Linked DNA regions of Arachis hypogaea: region 1 is linked to region 2. The links are chromatin contacts, called in public Hi-C maps. All regions are on one chromosome and are shown on one strand. Each heading gives the region's core, a stretch centred on a gene start, on an enhancer-like site or on the middle of the called end of the contact. The rest is flanking DNA. Distances are from core to core; before and after follow the strand shown. Region 1 holds the start of LOC112790865 (BTB/POZ domain-containing protein At1g63850). Region 2 holds the start of LOC112790862.

Region 1 (4,252 bases), core at 703-3,202, 150 kb before region 2:
AATTTAAAATCCTAGAAAAAAATTGATTTAAAATGTTATAATATTATTATATTAGCACAACACTTTATTTTTGTATGATAAATATAAGTACATTTTTATATAAAGTATTTAAAGTATATAAAAATGTACTCCTATTATAAAAAGAATATTTAAAAAGTCATTAAATTTTTATATATTACTAAAATTTAATAAATACAAGTACATTTTTATATGTTATTTTTAATTCAATGTACTAATAGAAGTTAAATTTTAATAATATATAAAAATTTTATACTAAAATTAATTTAGTATAATCTTATTTTATACTTCTTTTAGTATATTTTTTTATGTTATATAATATTTTTTCTAGTATCTTATTGTACAATGTGTAATTCGAATCAACATCATTCGAATTACATAGGAGTAATTAGAACCAACTCAATTCGAATTATGCTTTGTTCAGGTTTCATAGTAATTCGAATTGACTCAATTCAAATTATGTGTGTTTCAACTTTACATGTAATTCGAAGTAGCTCAATTCGAATTACATCCAATCCAAATTCGAAACGGTTTGATTCGAACTACATATATTTGTGCATTGATTGATTCGTGAATCAAATTTCGTTTTGGTTGATTCATGTAATTTCTTTCTCTCCATGACTTATTTTTTTTACCCTAGCTTTTATATTAGTTATGAAAAATTAGAAGAGATCGAATTTCAGGAGCGTAACGAAAAAAAAAATAAAAATAATTGTTTGGTCTAATTTAAATTAATTTTTTTAATTAAACTATTTGTATAAATAAATCGATTTTTTTCAAACTAAATAATAACTGCAAGTGAATTAATTTCTACTTACAGTGATAGCCATCAACTACAACCCTTTTTTTTTGTCGCGATTAACAACTATTTAAAATAATAATCCATAAAAGTGATGAGTTCGGTAGATGGGCCTTACTTGGAAGAAAAAAACTTAAGGCCGACAACCCAAACAAAAATGCAAAATTTTAAAGAAACTAAAATAGTAGAATTTACAGCTGAGGCTTAACTTAGTGATCCATAATCATGCCTCTTAAAATGCTGTATCGTGGTTCAAATCTCACTAAAAATCGTAGATGAACCATTAATAGAATGTGTGTAACTGTTATATGACAAAAGAAAAAAAATAGTAGAATTTAATTTTTAACATGTAAGCCCCTAAGATTCTTTTTCAAAAGTTAATTCTTTTTCGTAGCTACCAGTTTTAAATGTAATTTGTGGTAAATAAAATAGCTGCGATGCATGTTTTATCGTGTATCTGCTAGTATTTTTCATTATTGTGACATGATATTTATTTAATTTAGTTTCATATATACTTTTGGTGATTGTCAACAGGCAAGAAAAGGGGTAAATTAAAATTCTAATTCATGAAAAATACAATAGCAGTACGTATATTTTTATCAAATAAAAAAAATATATAAAAGAACAAAAGCATGGATATTTTTAGCTCAGTTTTTCTTTTCCCCTCAGATTATACCGCGCTCTGTTTCTGGTCTGCCCATATGTAAAAATGCGGACAAAAAATACAATTATTGGGCTGATGTGATTACCATTGTGGGTAAGGGCCCATTTTTATATTATTGTGACGAGAGTTTTTAAAATGGAGATGAAAGAGTAGCTGTCTTATGTATGTGTTCTGTGCTTAGGGACCCACACCCACATATGCTGTGGTCCATAGAAGAAGAAAGCCTTCTTCTAGTAAAGTTGGATTTTGAATTTGTTACTTGTTAGTTTGCTTCCCCAATGAGATAAAGAATAGGACATTCTCACACATGGATGGCATCATGCATGGACACACACATCATAAGCAAAGCAAAGCATTTTTGCCTTAAAGAGATGGTAAATAAAGCAAGAGTGGGATAGCGACATTTCAAGCCGTGATATCATTAATTAGTCATACATAAATGGTCATGGTGTTTGTTACATCTCCAATTTGGATAGACACCATCGACAGCAAGATTAAAGTGGTAAGCAGTACCAATTGATATTCATGACATTATACACATTCCCATTTTTGCGGTGCATCACACAAATCCAATCTCAATCATAATATTGGACACATATTATCTCGGATTAATTATTTCGTGAGTTGTTAACTTGTTATTATGTGAAGGAAGGACCATAACAGGTATGTTGAAGGTGGCTTGAAAAGAAGAGAAATTATATGCGGAATTAGAATGATGGTGATGTGATGATGAAAGACAAAGCTTTTTTAACTTGCTGTATTTTCTTTTACGGGAAGAAAAGCTGACCGCAGGAATAATAAAAAAAATTATTAGGTGTTATTACTTATTAAACACTGGACATCACATCATGATTACTAATACTCACGTTTACTTAGTACAGTCCATCGAGTAAAGGTGCTAATAATCATGTAGTATAAGCATTGGGATCTATCTACTAGTTCCGTTGCTGTAATTTGTAAAGGCAGCATCCGAAGATTAAAAGTGATACCCAGGCGTTTATCCATTAATTAATGAGAGTCTTTATTGAATACATATGGTTGTTATTTGTTAGTTGGGCATGTGAGTTTATCTGTAACCCAATCCATTCATCCCCCAGCCCCAAAATCAATCGGATTGCATTTCATGTACGTACAAACTACATCAATGTATAGTATTCTAGAGAGTGTACTTTACGGTCATCAACCATATAAAATATAAAAGGAATACAGTTAATTGTTTGTTGTAGGTAATTTTAGAATTGATTTATCTGAGTCATACGAGACACTCCTCGTGTCCACCGCCATTTATGAGTCTCATTCTCTCACTCTTGTGTGGTGTGTCTGAGCAGCTCTGATGCCAATGCCCTAAGCAAAAGGACAAGATCCTCCTCAAAGGCATTAGATGGCAGCGACAACAACAACAACAACAAGTGCAGCAGCAACAACAACATCTCTCCTCAAATTACAAAACCAACCCATCAAACCCAAACGTCGCAAGTGCCGAGAAACCACCATCTCCACCTCTGCCCAGGCCCAGGCCCAGGCCCAGGACACTCCCTCTCCCAGTCCATCCTCCGACTACAGGATTCGGTTCTCGCCGGGGCGGTGCTCCCCAATCATGGACTTCATCCAGGCATCCCCAACGGGCAGCAACGGGCACTCGGACCCCTTCCCTTCCAGCTTCACGAAATTCAACTCCGCACTGACGGCGGGCCTCCTGAACCCAATGTCCCCTCCGCCCGACAAGACCCGATCCAGCCCCACACTCTTCGAGATGATGGCCAGCGAGCCCGACACTGCGAGCCACCACAGGCCTCACTCTCAGTCTCAGATCCAACCCCCTAAAGCCCATGTTCCCGTTCTCGACAGGCAAACCCTAATGATGCAGCGGATTTCGGAGCTCTTGGGGTCTCGCAGCCCCGGCAACCAGTTCAACGACGCCGTTTCCAGTGACATCAAGCTCACTCTCACCTCCAAGGATGGCTTTAGTGTCTCCATGAACGTTCATCGCCAAATTCTTGTTGCCCACAGCAGGTTCTTCGCCGTCAAGCTCTCTGACAGGTGGACCAAGCAGAACCCTAGGCCAACTACGCCCTACTTGGTCGAGATCGCTGACTGCGACGACGTTGAGGTTTACATTGAGACCTTGAGCCTTATGTACTGCAATGATATCAGGAAGAGGCTCATGAAGGAGGATGTCTCCAAGGTTTTGGGTATCTTGAAGGTAATGCCTTTCTCAAAATGGGATTTCTTCTTTTATGCTTTGTTTTTTTGTTGTGTATAACATCAACTGTAGGATTAGGTAGAATATGAAATTGAATTTGATGACGTGATGTGAACTTTTAGGTTAAGCACTTCAAACCATTTCATTTTCTTCTTTGCTGCTTTGTTTTTTTCAATGGGGGCTGCTCCTAGGTGGGTTGTGTGAGTCATGAGTTGCTTGCTATTGTGGTATCTTAGGTTTCGGCTGCAATTGGATTTGATGCTGGGGTTTTGTCTTCTTTGGAGTATTTGGAAGCGGCACCATGGGCAGAGGATGAAGAGGAGAAGGTTGCCTCCCTCTTGTCTGAGCTTCGTCTTGAATCTGTTGGAGCCGGGGATGTTTTGAAGAGGGTTTCGACTGAAGTGGCAAATGGCAATGAAGAGGGGGGTGATAACGAGGAAGTTCTTCTGAAGCTTATTCGTGTGGTTCTTGAAGGCAAAGATGAGAAGGCCAGGCGTGAAATGAAAGGCCTGGTGTCAAAGATGCTTCGTGAGAATTCGTCCCAGAATGACCTACGGAAAGAGTCATT
Region 2 (4,039 bases), core at 830-3,329:
ATGCGTATGGTAGGCACGGATGAAAATTGAATGCCATGAAGCACCGACACAAAAGGCACAAACACAACACTAGCATATTATTTTGGGGGACCTATGCTACCATGCATGGGTAACCCAGTTTTTCAACCCCATCCACAGCTGCTCCCATCACTGGACCCCACAACACTCACCGAGCCCGTAAGGGCCCACCCCCCTAAAGGCCTAAACCCAAATCAGTCTACTATTGAATTCAATCAATCAATCCAAGGGTCCACAAACAGGAACCAACCTTTCTCTCAACTAATTAAAGTATTATTTTTTAATTAAATTAAAATACTAACAAACATACAATGAAAACTAATATTTGAGGCCGAAAAAGAAAATCCAGAGCACCCGAGTCCCAGGCAATTCTCCTTAAAATCGAAATATTAATAAAAAAGAATGGATTCGAAAACTTTTTGAAATTAGAAAAATAGAGTCCCACTCCCACCAAACCAAAATAATGCCGACAAACTCATGCAAATGAGCAAATCCCATCCCGTGGTAAATAGAAGCAAAACAGAGACAGGAAACCACGTATCATATTATCACAGTGAAAACGATAAGACTCTCAAATTTAACAATAATTATAATATAATAATAAAATAATAAAACGAAAACACGGAAAGAAGCTAGCGAGTGAACTCACCTGGTGAAACCCGGCCTCCTTGGTGAGTGGAACACCGAGTTCAGCCATGCAAGCCTGCATCCGGTCATCGGAGCCGTACAAACCAGGGTACCTCTGAATGCAGCGGTCCTGCATTGTCTGGAGGGCCTTGGCCAGAGGGTAGCTGATGGCGAACCCTCCGCCGCCGTAGGCCATGCCGTAAGAGAAGTATATGTTCTGAAGGTGGCTCTCCGATAAGCTCCCAATGTAGTAGAACTGGTTGTGATCGTACTTCCTCAGAACCCTAATTAGATTCTCCGTCACGAAAACAGTGTCGTCGTCGCCCATCACGAACCACCGCACGTTCTCCATTCCCAGCGCCAGCGTCTCCGACACGATCCGCGAGATCCTGATCGCCGAACGGTGTCCCTGCTTGTTCGTGTACGAGAACTTCGAAGTGTCGCCCGAGATTCTCACCGGCGGCAGCCCCTCTCCCATCCCGCCGGAGCTAACCTTGTTGTCCAGCCACACCACGCCGCGCATCTCGTTCGCCTTGTACCATAGCTTGATGTAGTTCTTCCTCTTCTCCCAGAGCTTCGACGAGGCCGCGATCCCGAAGACAACGTGGCGGAGCTGTGTCTGGTCGGTGGCGGTTTCCCGAGATTCGCGGCGAGTGACGGCGGAAGTGCGGTTCAAGAGCCTGAGGGTGGAGGCGGTGGCATTGATGGTGGGGATTGCGGTTAGTCCTATTCCTGAGAGGATGTGGGTGTGGGTGGAAAATGGGGGCTCGTGACAGTCACGTGAGGTGGTGAGGAGCTTGAGTGTGTAGACGACGTAGGTGACTGAAACGAAGAGGATAAGCAGAACCAGAAGCTTGGGCAATGTTCTGTGCTGTGAGGCGGCGGCGCCACCTAGAGGGGTGCCGGATTTGGGACTCCTAGCGTGTTCCCAAATTATCTTGTCCGGATCTTTCATTCTTAAATTGAGTTAGCAAAGGGAAAGTGGAGTTCTAGTTCTGGATTAGGGGATGACCAATGCAATTTTAAGATTGAATGTGATTGAACAAAAAATAAAAGAGTAAAGGGGGAAGAAGATAATCAGGGGACAGGTGTTTGAATGAAAGAGGAGAGAAGCATGCATATTGCAATCTCTCCTCCCGGGTTCCTAATGGAGCTAGCTAGCTCGTTCCACGCCTAAATTAAATGTCATTATTAGTTAATAAGATGAGATGCAAAATTGCAAAGTGGGAGACTAAGAGCGCGTGCAAGTGGAACACGAGTGCCAGAGAAGGAGAATTCCAATGTTTTGATGTTGGATTTGTGTGGGGGCCCAACACGACACTAAGCAGATTCAACGACTGTAAACTAGGAATGCTGTGGTGGTAATTAGTAATTACACGATCGCATTCCTGATTTATTCTGTGGAGGATGCCGCATGAGTGTCTGAAACGATATTCATTCTACCTCCTATCATAAATCATATTTATGAAACTTACTAACTTAGGACCTATTGAACCAAAGTATTCATTTTAATGTACTTAGTATACTATTACCTTTTTGATAGGCTTAGTATATTATTACTAATTACCAATAAAACATACCCAACGGTTTGGATTGTCTATGTTCAATACCGGCTAGAATTTAACCTCGTAACTTCATTTTTCAAATGTAATTGACAGAAATGGCCACTGCAGTTGAATCGGGTTCAACGGAGTCAAAGCAAGATGACTTTTTTAATTGCAAGTCCAACAAGATTAGGAGATTTAGTTACAGAAAGTTTTGAGGCTAGGACATTTTATAAATTTTAGCCAATACTTAACCAATACAAATATTAAATTATTTTTAATAAATAAATTTTATTAAATATAAATTATATATTTTATGTGTATAAATTTTTATAAATATAAATATAAATTATTATTAATCTAAAATAATAATAGTTGATGTCCATATAATATTGTATTAGGACGTTTATCCTTTTATGGTTAAAAATATAAATTTCTATAGTTTTTAAGTATTTTTAGTTTGAGCAAATTGTTAAATTAGTCCATGAAAGATTATTTATTTTTTAAATTGGTTCTTGAAATATTTTTTAATCAAATTTGTCCTTTAAAAATTTTAAGTTAGTCATGTTAATCTTTTTATCACTTTTATTGCTAATGACGTCAAAATTTATTGATATGACACGTTAAGTAACATCATAATACACACATAGTAATTTTAATTGGTATACTAACTAACATGATAAGTTTATGAGATTAGATCAAATCAACCATAAATGGAAGGGCAATTTACCCAAATAAATAAACTTGGTAAAAATTTTACACAAATACACAAAACAGAAAAAGGTTACGTACATGTGCATTTTCACCTTTCTATATAATCCGTGGGAAGCTACCACGCACTACAACAAAAACGCCATTTAGCGGCGGTTCCTGGAGCCGTTTAGCGGCGGTTTTGAACCGCCGCGAAACATTTCGCGGCGGTTTTATGAAACGCCGGAAGATAGGGCGCGGCAAAACGGATAGCGGCGGTTTTAGTCAACCGCTGGAATAACCGCCGCTAAACATCTGTCAATTTTGCGGTGGTTTGCAACCGCCGCTAAATAACAAATAAACGAAAACAACATATAGTTATTAGAATCGGACCGGACCGTCCGGTGGTCCAACTGACTCAATCGTTAAACCCGCGCTTCCACCATTAGACCCACAACGTGTGGATCACTGTAGAATATCAACTTTGCAAAGCCTTCCACAAACGAAGAAGGTAGGGCTCGAACTTGGAACCTGGAGGAAAGAAAAGCTTTAACAATGTCATGTTACCACCAAGCCAAATGTCTCTTCGATGTATATAGCGCTAATAATTATATATATCATATGAACACATTTAATTGCCACATAGATTTTTGTTGTATACTTTATATATCTGATCATTGTTATTATAGGCACCTTATATATTGGGTAAAATTCACAATTAAATCAAATGGAGGACTAAATTACACAATTCTACCAGATTGAAAAACATTACCAGGATCTCCCAAAAGCATATTTTTATGTAATTCGAATCAGTCTCATTTGAATTAGACAAACAAACACTACTTTGAATTAGTCCTATTCGAATTAGTAGTAATGCTTGTAATTGAAATTTGTCCAATTTGAATTATGCTTGCATATAGTCTTATGGTAGTTCGAACCAGGGTGATTCGAATTATGCACGCTAGGTCGTCCCTAGTAATTCGAATGAGTCTGCTTCGAATTAATTTTGGACCATAGTAGATCGAATTAATTTACGTCTATTTATATATGATCCAAGCATATATAAAGAGTACAATAAAGAGTACATCTAATAATATCCATAATAAATTCAATAAAGAGTATATTCAATCATAAATAAAAAAAAATAATTATAAATATTT

The links. Hi-C and Micro-C count contacts between places; a contact is called where the count stands out from the background.
Region 1: a contact with region 2 is called in a Hi-C map of leaf, with 3 times the contacts expected there. The contact joins the promoter of LOC112790865 here to the promoter of LOC112790862 in region 2. A contact is called at or near these places in 3 of 8 Hi-C or Micro-C datasets (all in leaf).

The regions. Positions count from the first base shown.
Region 1 is chr3:108,353,137-108,357,388 of arahy.Tifrunner.gnm2.J5K5, reverse strand. It overlaps LOC112790865 (BTB/POZ domain-containing protein At1g63850), which reads left to right and starts at 1,952. Exons shown (of 3, transcript XM_025833463.3): 1 at 1,952-3,684; 2 at 3,921-4,252. The coding sequence starts at 2,863.
Region 2 is chr3:108,207,707-108,211,745 of arahy.Tifrunner.gnm2.J5K5, reverse strand. LOC112790862 reads right to left here and starts at 2,079. Exons shown (of 3, transcript XM_025833459.3): 1 at 668-2,079. The coding sequence starts at 1,600.